Regions from separate parts of the Rattus norvegicus genome. Here region 1 is linked to region 2. Evidence: chromatin contacts called from public Hi-C data. All regions are on one chromosome and are shown on one strand. Each heading gives the region's core, a stretch centred on a gene start, on an enhancer-like site or on the middle of the called end of the contact. The rest is flanking DNA. Distances are from core to core; before and after follow the strand shown. Region 1 has its middle 33 kb from the start of Dusp14l1. Region 2 holds the start of Postn (periostin).

Region 1 (6,040 bases), core at 2,133-4,632, 180 kb after region 2:
GGACAAGGAGACTGACTGTCTTCCTCAGGATACCCCCTAACTACCTGCCTGGTGCTTGCCCCATGAACTAAGGATGCTCACTCAGTAGGCAACAGTAACTACCACTGGTATCTCACTATTTATTCTGTCAGCCCCAAACATCATGAACATGGAGGCTTTCTCCTCACTGTTGACATCCTCAACAGTGCACTCATGGCTCAGTTCTTAAATTTTCTACTTCCATTTGCTCCTGGATCAATTCCCATTTCCAAGTAGTTTTCCAGAATTGGCATGGGTGGCTATTTGCTGGTAAATTCTAACTTTTTTCAAGCTCTCCCTCTACAGTATTTTAGATACCTCAAAGTGTGCTTTTGGACTGAAAATCTAATATGCTGACTGAGTGGTTAGCCTTATAAATGACAGCCCTCAAAGGGGAATAAGAATATGAGAATATTTATGTTTATGATGGCAGAAAACAGCAGCTAGAGTGGAATGGGAAACAAAAGAAAAATGCCAGCATTTTCTATTTTGGAACATAAACATGAAATACTGCAATAGCCACTAGCAATGTAGAGGTGAAAAGGAAGCAGGGTTGCTGCTTTCACAGGATGCAGTTTGTGGAACAAAGAAAAGCACGAGAAATCAGCTACAGCACACGAGAAAAGCCACTACACATGAAGTGTAGGTGAAAGGTTTTAATAGAGATGAGGGAATGGCTTAAAACAACAGGAAGTAACAAGCAAAACTCAAATGAGAGCAAGAAGAAGTTGTTAGTGACTTGTAAATGACCCAGGAAAGCATAGCAGAAGATGCTGTGTGTGCAAGGCTGTGTCTCAAGACCAAGACAGGAAACGAGGAGATTGCACCCGAGTTATGTGATCACCTTTTCCTGTAAAAACAGATACAGAAGAGGCCAGTGAGATGGCTCTACAGGTAAAAGTACTGGCCACCAAGCTTGACAATGTAAATTCAATCCTAGAGACACACATGCTAGAACGAGAAAAATGACTACTACAAGTCGATCTCTGACTCCCCCACAACACACACACACACACACACACCGGGGCTATGGAGTGGCACTATTAGGAGATGTGGCTTTGTTGGAGTAGGCGTGGCCTTGTTGTAGAAAGTGTCTCACTATGGGAGTAGGCTTTGAGACCCTCCTCCTAGATGCCTGGAATACAATCTGCTCCTGTCTTTCTTTGGATAATGATGTAGAACTCTCAGCTTACTGACCGTGGACACAATATGACCTACTACCTCACTCTTGTCTCCATGCCTTCCCCCACCAAGATGAACTGAGCCCCATCAAACTGTAAGCCAAGACAAACCTCCTCCCTTAGGCTGCTTCACATCAGGTTTCAGCAACGACAAGAGTATCTATTTCACTTCAGAACAAAAATCTACTGATCTTTTCTGTTTTCTCCTACTTTTGCACATTGGAGTCTCAAATTACAGAAATGTAGATAAGAGATTCTATTACTAAAATGTTTCAATCTATAACGTTTTTACCAAGGCAGATGACATTTCACATAAATAATCATTTATTTTGTTTGCTATATTTTTGGGTACATCAAACATTTTTAGACCCTTATGATCACCATGTACCTTACAACTGGACAAATCTAAAGATCACCCAAAGACATGACATTTATCAATTAATATCTATCTGAGAAGAAGGAAACAGTAATGTGATGTCAGAGAAAGCTAAAGAGATTATTTGGAACAGGAGAAACTTGGCAGTGTCCTTAGTCTCAAAACATTTAAAACCTCAGAACATACGAATGGGATCAGCCCCAGAACCCATGTATACAGAATGTCCAAAAGATGCCTGAAGACTAAAACTTAAAACTCTTCATAGATCACAGATTTGTCCCCAGATCTCTGCACACTTGATGAAAAGGGGGATGGGAAATAAAGTGAGGAAGAGGAATAAATTCAAAAGGAGAAAGAGTTTCAAATACCTTGTCATGGGTGTTTAGTCCTTGTCCTAGTTGGGATCTTACTGCTGTGAACAGGCACCATGACCAAGGCAACTCTTATATAGGACAGCATTTACTTGTGGCTGGCTTACAGGTTCAAGGGTTCAGTCCATTATTTTCAAGCACAGCAGCATCCAGGCAGGCATGACTTAGGAGGAGCTGAGAGTTCTACAACTCATTCTGAAAGCAAACAGGGGAAGACTGACTTCCAGAAAGCTAGATGGAAGTTCTCAAAGGCCACCCCCCCCACAGTGACACACTTCTTTCAACAAAGCCACACCTCCTGATAGTGTCATTCTCTGGGCCAAGCATATGTAGACCACCACAGTCCTCAAATTCAGAAGCTTGAGAATTAGTAATTTGATGACCTTCAGTGGGCATCAAGGCATACAAAAATCGTGTGCAGAAGGCTGACTCCTGAGTGTCATTCACAGACTTCCTGATTCTGTAGCTTGGACAGTTTCTGAGCTTTCTTTTATCACCATGGGTCAGTCTGATGGAGGAGTTCCAGAGTAAGTCATAACTTTCTCTATCTAATCAAATCCAGATTCGAAGAACTACCATTATGCGGTGGTTTGAAGGCGAACGGGCCCCCATAGGCTCATATTCGAATGCTTACTCACCCATTAGCTGGACTGTCTAAGAGTGACCTTGTAGGAGGAGGTGTGTAATCACTGGGAGGGGTCTCAGGTTTCAAACACCCACACCAGCACCAGCTTCTCTCTCTCTCTCTCTCTCTCTCTCTCTCTCTCTCTCTCTCTCTCTCTCTCTCTCTCCCCCCCGCCCCCCTCCCCGCTGCCTACAGATCAGAACAGAGCTCAGAGCTCTCAGCCACTTTTCCAGCACCGTGCTCCTCCCCCAATGATAATGGGCTAACCCTCCGGAGCAAACCCCCAACTGAACGCTCTCTCCTGTAAGTTGCTTTGCTCATGGTATCTCTTACAACAATAGAACAGTAACTAAGACACGTGCGTCCTAGGAGGAGTGGGCAGTCCAGTCTCAGTTCTTATTCAGGAGGAGCTCTCGCCACTTAGTTCAGCTTCATAAACACAAGCATCCAGATGACAAGCAACATGGATGAAGACTAGTTCTTAGACACAACCAGGAGTTTACCATGAGAAAAAACACTGCAGCAGCACCAGTGAGGCTATGTCTCATCAGTCTTAGGGTGAAGGCAATGAGCTGAGCTGGACACTACGAAGGGCTCCCATTTAGAACTGTTAGTGGAGACCTGGAGGAGAACCTTCTGGAACATCACATCCAATCCCTGCTCTATGTGTAAGCATTTTAACAAATGTCACTGAGAAATTTTGAGCTTTTGTTGTTTCCCAAAATGATTTCAGGGCTTTTGGAATGTCTGCAGAAGCAAGAACTAGCTGTGGTCATCCACATCTCCCCATGTAGATCCAATTTGTGACTCATCCAGTTACATCATGTAATGTGACCAGAGGGGAGAGAGTTTGGCATAGTAAGCAGTCAGACTCCACTCATGCAAGCACTGTTCATTTTCTAACCCACTCGTCATTCAGGGTCTACGGTGGCTTTATGCTGTCCATTAATTTTTTTAACTAGGTCTATTTCCATGAAACTTATTTCTGCTGGAATTGCAGGATATTTTTCTGTACTGTGTTTCATAGATCTACCCCCCAAAGTAGTGGAATATTACAGATTAAAAATGTATTTATCTCCATTTAACAAAATAAAATATAATTAAATAAAGCAAAAGCCATCATATCAAAGTTGGATGAGATAAGGCAACAGAAAAATAAAAAAAAGCCCAGGACAAGGAATCAGGGATCTTCTCATTCACACACTCATATGTCCCATGAAAATACCAGAGTGGACGTTATAATATGTACACGAGGACCTGGCGCTATGATATGTACACGGAGGACCTGGTGCAGACCGCGTCCCTGTGCTTGCTGTTTCAGCCTTGAGCTCATACTTTTGTTCATTTTATTTTTGCTCAGTTAATTTATAGGGCCTTGTTCTCCTGGTATCCTCCACTCCCTCTGTCCCCTCAACTCCTTCTGCCTCAGAAAACTCTAGGTGTTTTCTTTTTAACCAAAGTTAATTTGAGGAGAAAGTGCAGAGTGTTAACATCAATTATACGTAGGCTAAAAGCACAAGCTGAGTTAAATTTTCACCCCAACCTTGGCACTATATTTTAAGCTTTGAGAGTAAGTTACTTAAATCTCTGATTCCCAATATGAACAACCTTAACAGGGCAGAACACTATGTACTTCTCAGACTATCGGGAGAATTAAAAGTCTAAGTTGATATAAAATACTTAATACCATGACTGCAGTATTCTAAAGTAATTCTAAAACCATACTCTACTTAATTTTACAAAGCAAGGGAGACACAGTGACAGAGAGCGACTTTTTACCTTAAATATACTTAGTTTTGTTTTGTTTTACAAGTGTAAGTGTTTTACTCTGTGTGTGTGTGTCTGTATGTGTGTGTGTGTGTCTGTGTGTACGTGTCTGTGTGTGTGAGAGAGTGTGTTTTACTGTGTGTGTATGTGAGTGTTTTACTGTGTGTGTGTGTGAGTGTTTTACTCTGTGTGTGTATGTGTGTATGTGTGTGTGTCTGTATGTGTCTGTGTGTGTGTCTGTATGTGTCTGTGTGTATGTCTGTGTTTATGTGTGTGTGTGTTTGTGTATCTGTGTGTGTGTCTTTGTGTGTCTGTGTGTCTGTATGTGTCTGTGTATATCTGTGTTTGTGTGTGTGTCTTTGTGTGAGTGTGAGAGAAAGTGTTTTACTGTGTTCTGTCTGTGTGCCTGTATGTGTCTGTGTGCATGTCTGTGTTTGTGTGTGTCTGTGTGTCTGTGTGTGTCTCTGTGTGTCTGTATGTGTCTGTATGTGTCTGTGTGTTTGTATGTGTCTGTGTGTGTGTCTTTGTGTGTGTGTGAGTGTTTTACTGTGTTCTGTGTGTCTGTGTGTCTGTATGTGTCTGTGTGTATGTCTGTATTTGTATGTGTGTGTATGTGTCTATGTGTCTGTATGTATCTGTGTGTATTTCTGTGTTTGTATGTGTGTGTCTGTGTGTCTGTGTGTGTCTGTATATGTCTGTGCATATGTCTGTGTTTGTGTGTGTATGTCTGTGTCTGTGTGTGTCTGTGTGTGTCTGTATGTATGAATGTGTTTGTGTGTCTGTGTGTATGTCTGGGTTTGTGTCTATGTGTGTCTGTCTTTGTGTGTGTGTGCGCGCGTGAGTGTGTGTGTGCCTGTGTGTGTGTGTGTGTGTCTGTGTGTGTCTGTGTGTGTTTGTGCGTGCGCATGTGCTTGCAGTACCTCCAGAGGGCAGAAAAGGGCACAAGATCACCCAGAGCTGGACTCACAGACAGCTGTGAGCCTCTCTGAGAACAAAGGGAACTAATCTGATCCTGGGTCCTCTGCAAGAGCAGTCAATGCTCTTGACCGCTGAGCATTCCTCAGGGCCACAGACCACAGGTTGATATCATAACGTGGTGAAGGTGGAGATTCTACAACAATTAGCAGCTGTCTCAGTCAGCCTGAAAGTGAAGCCAGCCAGCATCCCCATTCTTTCCATCCCAGAGTTCCTGCTTCATAAAGAAGGAAGATAAACAAAGACTAACACTCAAATGAAGTGTCAACCAGAAGACATTTGCACCTAGAGCCTCTGTGCTTGGAGCGACTCTCCAAATGTGTGCTTCCCACAGTGATGGAACACCTAGTTGTACATGGTCATTTAAGGAGCATCCCTTTGCAAATAGCCTGACTCTGCACATCACAGAATGGAACGTTGGCAAAGGTCCCTTAAGGCAAAATGAAAACTCTCCTTACAGTGCAGCTGACACACAAACTTCTCCTAGCTGAACTATGAAACTAAATAGCTAGAGTAGAAACAAGTATCCATTAAGGGACATGAGGTAATTTTGAAAATAAAGAAAACCATGAAGAACCAAATAAGCAAAGCATTGTTATTCTAACAACGCCCATCATTGTTACTTTTGGGGGTTTCTTGGGCAGATTCTCATTATATATCACAGTCTGGCCTCAGACTTACTGTCTAACCAAAACTACCCTTGAACTCATGGTCCTCCTACCTCAAC
Region 2 (5,958 bases), core at 1,512-4,011:
CCTAGAATTTCCATTTGCAGGACTAGAGAAGGCTTGTAGTCTCCATGGACCAGGTGTGGAGGTTTGGAGGAGAACTTTTCCTAAGAAGGTACAGGGTTACCCTCAAGGCTTGACTGGGCTGTAAGAGTGGGTTTGTGTTATGTGATCTATATGTAAACGACTTTTGAGCTCATGTGCCATGACAACTCATGAACCACATATTAACATAGAAGCGTATTAAGATTCATGACACAATCAAGACCAAGGGCATACTGCTTAAGGCTTGTGTGCACAGGCTTACGAAGCACATAGTCCGTGAGGAGTCCCGGGGACTGCGGGAGTTTGAGGTTGGTTTCACAGTGGTGAGTAAGTGTGGCAGGCAGTGCAGTGACCTCGTGGTCTCTGGGGGCTCGATAACAGAGAACTGCCTATAAATCAGCATCCCATGCCTAGAGACAGACGGCCCTGTCTCCCAGTCACACTCTCTCTTTTGAGTTACATAATGAACCATTTCTTTTTCCTTAATGACTTACATCTCTGGGTCAGACTTTGCAGCCCTGGAAAGTCGGACTTAATTTTCATGATTTCCGTCATCTTCCCAACTGGTAGAAAAAGTGCAAGGGTTAGTAGGGTCAGGATAGTTTCACAGAGCAGAAGAGAAAGGGCCCTGTATGGAGAGCAACTTTTGATGAGAGCCCCGGAAGAGAGTGTGCCCTTTTGTGGATTTTTTTCCCACTCTCTTCTACAACTTGGGCTAAGATTCCCTTCTTAGCCTTCCTTTTCTCAGCCGTTCCCAAACTGGCTCAGAGCCTCTCTCTAGCTTTGGACTTTCTCCCAACAATTACCGTGCAGTATCTCTCTTCTCACCTGGCCTCTGTCTCTTCAAGTATCCTGATTTCTCCATCTTTACCTAAAATCTCTGCTCTTCTCTGGATTACGGGTGGTCTCTGTGTCTCTGGCTCTTGTTTGAAAGACCCTCCCTGATGTCATTATTGACCCCCATTAGTTAATAATTTTGAAGGTTTGGCATGAGTTGACTTCCATGGGAGTTTGGTAAGTCTCAAACATGATGCTTGGAGTAGAAAGATTTCAGATTTCTATTATTGGAAACTATAAAAGGGGGCTTCAGAATGCCTTTCTGTCATATGAGAATACGCTTTGCCTTGTGCAAAATGGTAAATACATGTTGCTTGTCAGAATAGCACAGTAACCTCGTCAATAAATGATGTTCCCCGAACATTCTAACAGCCAGTTGATTGATATCAGATAGACCTTATATGCATAAGATAGGACTGCCCTTTCATTGAGCAGTTACCGACAGCCCACCATTTGTACAACCTAAGAGTAGCAAAAGCTATTTATAAAGCAAACAAGAGAAAAGACAGTTAAAGTAAGAATGGCTTCATTTAGATAAATATAAATAAGAGATTAGTGTCTCTGTCACACAAGTACCCTGGAAAGAACATAGTTTACTTTCCATGATATCTTCTCTCCCCGTTCCCCAGAGATAATTCGGTATATTCTCAATCCTTTAATACCAAAATTTCAGAAGTGACAGAGGCTTCTGACTCATCTTCAAACTGTGTACTTAATAAATTAGCTGTTGGCTGCAGGATTATTTTAACACTGAAAGGCAGTTCCCACAGAAAGCTCACACATCTCTCCAGATAAGGAACTCTCTCTGGCCTCCCCCTTAAACTTTTCCAACTGTAAAACATAAAGAATCCAGCCATGGTGTCTTTGCCTTGTCAGTGAGAAAACACTACGGATGCTCAAAACAGAGGGGGGACTTCACGGCACAGCACAGAAACACCCTCCCCCCTCTCTAGGGATGCTTTAAAATCTGTGCATTCAGAGACAGATGGCTGTTCCCATTCCCTGCCTTCTGAACTTTCTAATCATTGAAGTTTCTTCATCCAAAGGATTCTCCACATGTGTGAAGACCTAAAAAATCTGTGTCTTCCCTCAGCTGGGGATGCTGAAATTCAACACCGAGAGAGTGCAGTTGTTCTTTTAAAAATCAGAAGAATATTCTTGGCAGCAGCCCTGTTTCTTAATATGCATTTAATTGCCACATTACTTCTAGATTAGTAATACCTGTTTCCAGGTCTTATCAGAGTATGCAGTGTGTGGGAGATGAAAAGCAATAAAAAGGAAAATTGTGTGTGTGTGTGTGTGTGTGTGTGTGTGTGTGTGTGTGTGTGTGTGTGAAAAGTTAGAGAAATTCTCCCAAAGCAGGTCTTTGTAACTTAACTCTCTATACTCATTAAGAGTTGGAAAGTCAGGACCCAAGTTTCACAGGACTTCAAGAAACATGTGCCTCCACATTAGCTGTGGAAATTGTACTTTGTATGCATTGTAAATCTATCCAGGATTTGTGTTAAATTCCCTTTGTGATTTCTTCTCTGTCGAAAAATAACCTCAGTGTTCTGTTGTGGGACGATTTAAGTGTGATAAGATCAAACTAAGAAAGTCACTGAGCTCGGAGACACAGAGAGTGGCAGAGGCACATGGGGGAGAGGTCCCTGAACTCAGATACAGCTGTTTTCACAGGGTAAACCTATAGAAGTGAAAAAACGGCCACACTATGATTAAAAACAAATAGAGGGAAGAGTTCAGACTGCTCAGAACCCAGGAGACAGCACAGGGCTGCTGGTGCTTCTGCAAGGCAGTTGCAAGTTTCAGGTTGGCCCAGCGCCCCCTCCCACAGCCATGCTCCCTCCCACAGCCCAGAGCTCTATAAATTCAGCTCTCTAGAACACAGGCCAGATCTCTTCCTGGACGGAGCTCAGGGCTGAAGATGGTTCCTCTCCTGCCCTTATCTGCTCTGCTGCTGCTGTTCCTGTGTGACGTTGACCCCGCAAATGCCAACAGTTACTATGACAAGGTCCTAGCTCACAGCCGCATCAGGGGTCGGGATCAGGGGTAAGTCCCTGGCTTGTTTCCTTTTGGCTTATTCCACTTAGCTTGTTCTAGAAATATGTAGAAGTTCCTTGTAAATGCACAGGGTAGCTGTAGTTCTTCTTACTGCAAGGTAATAGGAAAAGGAACAATTCTGAATATTCTGTAAATAGACATATATAGACAGAGATAGATAGTTACTATGGCATATATGTGCCTTAAATTCATAAGTATTGCTATCAACATAGCAAGTATTATTACTTGATGTGGATTATTAATTTTAATGTAATTAACAAAATACAGTTGGGTAATCCTTAGTAATTCTGTTTACTTGGGTTTTTATTTCTCTCCATGACTGCAGAGTATGGTTTTCAAAATCAAAGTGTCTGCTCTCTGATGGTATCATGTCAAAGGCTTTGAGATGTCTCTCGGGATATCGGTGCAAATTTCCTTTGTTTTGTATATGAAAATTAAACTCTGGGCTGAATAGCTGCTTCTCTGGATTCCTTGAAATGTTTTTTTTTTTATCTTTTCAGATAAATGTAGGATTTTAAAAGGTTATTAGAAGCATCTTAGTAACTCAAGCGAACATCTGCACTGTTTGCATGGGACTCTTGGCATTTCTCCCTAAGCCTTGGGGGGGTTTTCATTTTCTGAGTTCTCAGAGCAGTCTTCTTAACAGTGGAGTAGAATTTCCATCCTTTTAAGAGAAAGCAAGCTTAAAATTGCAATAGAGAAGGATACTCTTATTTGTTCTCTTTAAAGAATCAAATTTCCTTTGTGTAAAGGCATTGTTCAAAAGTTCCTTTGAACACTAATCTACTTCTGCAAGCCCCTAGGGAACCACACAGCAGAGTGTGAAGTAAGACCTGTGTCCTTTGCCATTAATCTCCCGGGCTTCAGAAAAATCCTAAAGCTGCCCATCCTCCAAATGAATACATGCTTAGTTTTAAAACAATGGGTTTTTTTCCACTTTAACAGTAGTTTGTCTGTTAAGTCTAATTCTGTTTAAATATTTCTGCTAGGTTAACTTTTTGAAATACTGATATTAGTCTCAAACATACAGTGGCCTTTCCTACATCCCCTTCTTCTCCCTTCCCTTTCCCTCCTCCTCACCCCTCCTCTCCCTACATCCTCTCCTTCCTCCTATACCCCCTCCCTTTCCCCCTCTTCTCCCTCCTCTCGCTATCTCCCTTAGACTTCTGCTTTTTCTAGTAACTCAGTAGAACTGGGGCAGGAGTTGGCTTTGTACAAAGTTAAAATCCCGTCTTAGAATGTCAGGACTCCATCCAAACATCTCTCTCAGCCACCTGACCTGTAACTGGGAAAAGGCAAGAACCTCAGCAATTAACTCTTTCCCCTCCCCTCTGTCTCCAGCCCAAATGTCTGTGCCCTCCAGCAGATTCTGGGCACCAAAAAGAAATACTTCAGCTCCTGTAAGAACTGGTATCAAGGTGCTATCTGCGGGAAGAAAACGTGAGTCTCACCCTTTTCTCTGTTGATGGTTTGAAGATCCTACAGGACGGTACTCGCCTTTTCTTGGACACATGCCCCAGTCTGAAGAGACTGTCCAAACTCCTGTGCTTTTAAAGAGAGGTTCATACACAGGCAGAGAAGCTCCCTCTCAACACCAGTTAGAAGAGTCGATTTCTCTCTAAGTCCATAAGCTGGACAAGCCAAAGCAGGCCTGGTGTGGTACGTCCTGAATCCATGTGAAAAATGTGGTCTCTATTCACTGGACCCTCTTCTCACACACACACACACACACACACACACACACACACACACACACACACACACAATCAAGGAGAACAAATTGATCTGAAATATTCATTTGTAAAGGCCCAAATCAATGCTTCTCTGGTCATTTAGACATCATGATAAAGACTCCACTTCACCCCTATGGCTTTGCTGTATATTTCACTGATCAACTCAAAGCTGGAAAACATTATTGCCTATGTAGTAGACATTTTATTAATTTATTATACTATAGTTATTGGTAGGAAAGTTAAAAACCCTGAATTTATAAAGGTTAAGAATGACTTATCCAATCCATCATTTTATGAGGGGGCTGTCTCAAAGACAGGGTAGCTCAGTAAATCAGAAAGGGCTCCCATGTCATCCCAGCAATGAAAATCATGGAAGGGCCCCTCGCTGCCCTCAACCTGAACTGTAGCCTCTATAAGGTAGCTTTGAGGACCGAAGAATCTGAATATCCACTTAATACACCATGGTGAGCTTCAGGTACCCTCCAAAGAAGCTGAAGTAAGGAGACTGCCCCAACTTCTCTAGGTTACCTTGAGCTCCAAAGTGAAACACCCTAACAAAATTAAACAAATGCATAGATATATTGATAGATGCATAGATAGATAGATAGATAGATAGATAGATAGATAGATAGATAGATAGATAGATAGACAGACAGACGGGTGGGTGGGCAGGTGGACAGACAGACAGACAGACAGACAGACAGTTTTTAATCCATGTGCTATTGGAACACACACTCAACAAAGAGCTATTTAACTTTGGGAAGTCAGTGACCTTCCCATGTTGTGCATTTAAGGAAAGAATTTTCCTGTTCTTTCTGGAAGTTAAAGACATCTTGTCTTCACAATATAATTATATTAGAGATGCCAAAGTTGTCACACAACCAGTCGAGTCTCTTGTCTTCCATTAAACAAAAGTTATGCTTCTAGCCAGACATTTTACCAAAACTTTAACAATGTCCCCTTAGCAAAATTTCCTTCAGTGGCTTCCACGTCAGATCACATTTACATCTCTTCGCTGAGACAAGTGTAAATGCTAATCTCAACTAAGCAAAGAAACCAATGGCACTGACAGGGAGGAAGCCTGGCTCGCTTTCCACTCCCTTCTGCCCAAGTTGCCAACAACGTCTTCTGTGTCATTCAGTTTTTCAAATAGGCTTCTACATTGGGTGTTTACTAGAAACAGGCCAGGTCTCAAGAAAGCATTAGTATCCCTAGGCTTAAGCTTTAAGGTACTGTCTACGGTATGTAGAAAACCTTCCACAGAGCAGTGTGCAGGCTCCCTGTTGGTGCACGTTACATCTTCAGTTGG

Evidence for each region. Hi-C and Micro-C count contacts between places; a contact is called where the count stands out from the background.
Region 1: a contact with region 2 is called in a Hi-C map of Schwann cells, with 3 times the contacts expected there. The contact joins the enhancer-like site here to the promoter of Postn in region 2. A contact is called at or near these places in 6 of 12 Hi-C or Micro-C datasets (the A7r5 cell line, the Rat2 cell line, Schwann cells and 3 more).

What each region holds. Positions count from the first base shown.
Region 1 is chr2:140,853,934-140,859,973 of GRCr8, forward strand. No RefSeq gene overlaps it. Among named protein-coding and RNA genes, the nearest start is that of Dusp14l1, 33 kb to the right of the region's middle. Within about 2 kb of position 3,383, at least 6 of the 93 cell types and tissues checked have an H3K27ac peak or open chromatin away from gene starts, as enhancers often do. A contact at or near this core is called in Schwann cells, where this site is marked.
Region 2 is chr2:140,675,300-140,681,257 of GRCr8, forward strand. Postn (periostin) reads left to right here and starts at 2,762. Exons shown (of 22, transcript NM_001108550.1): 1 at 2,762-2,904; 2 at 4,258-4,356. The coding sequence starts at 2,780.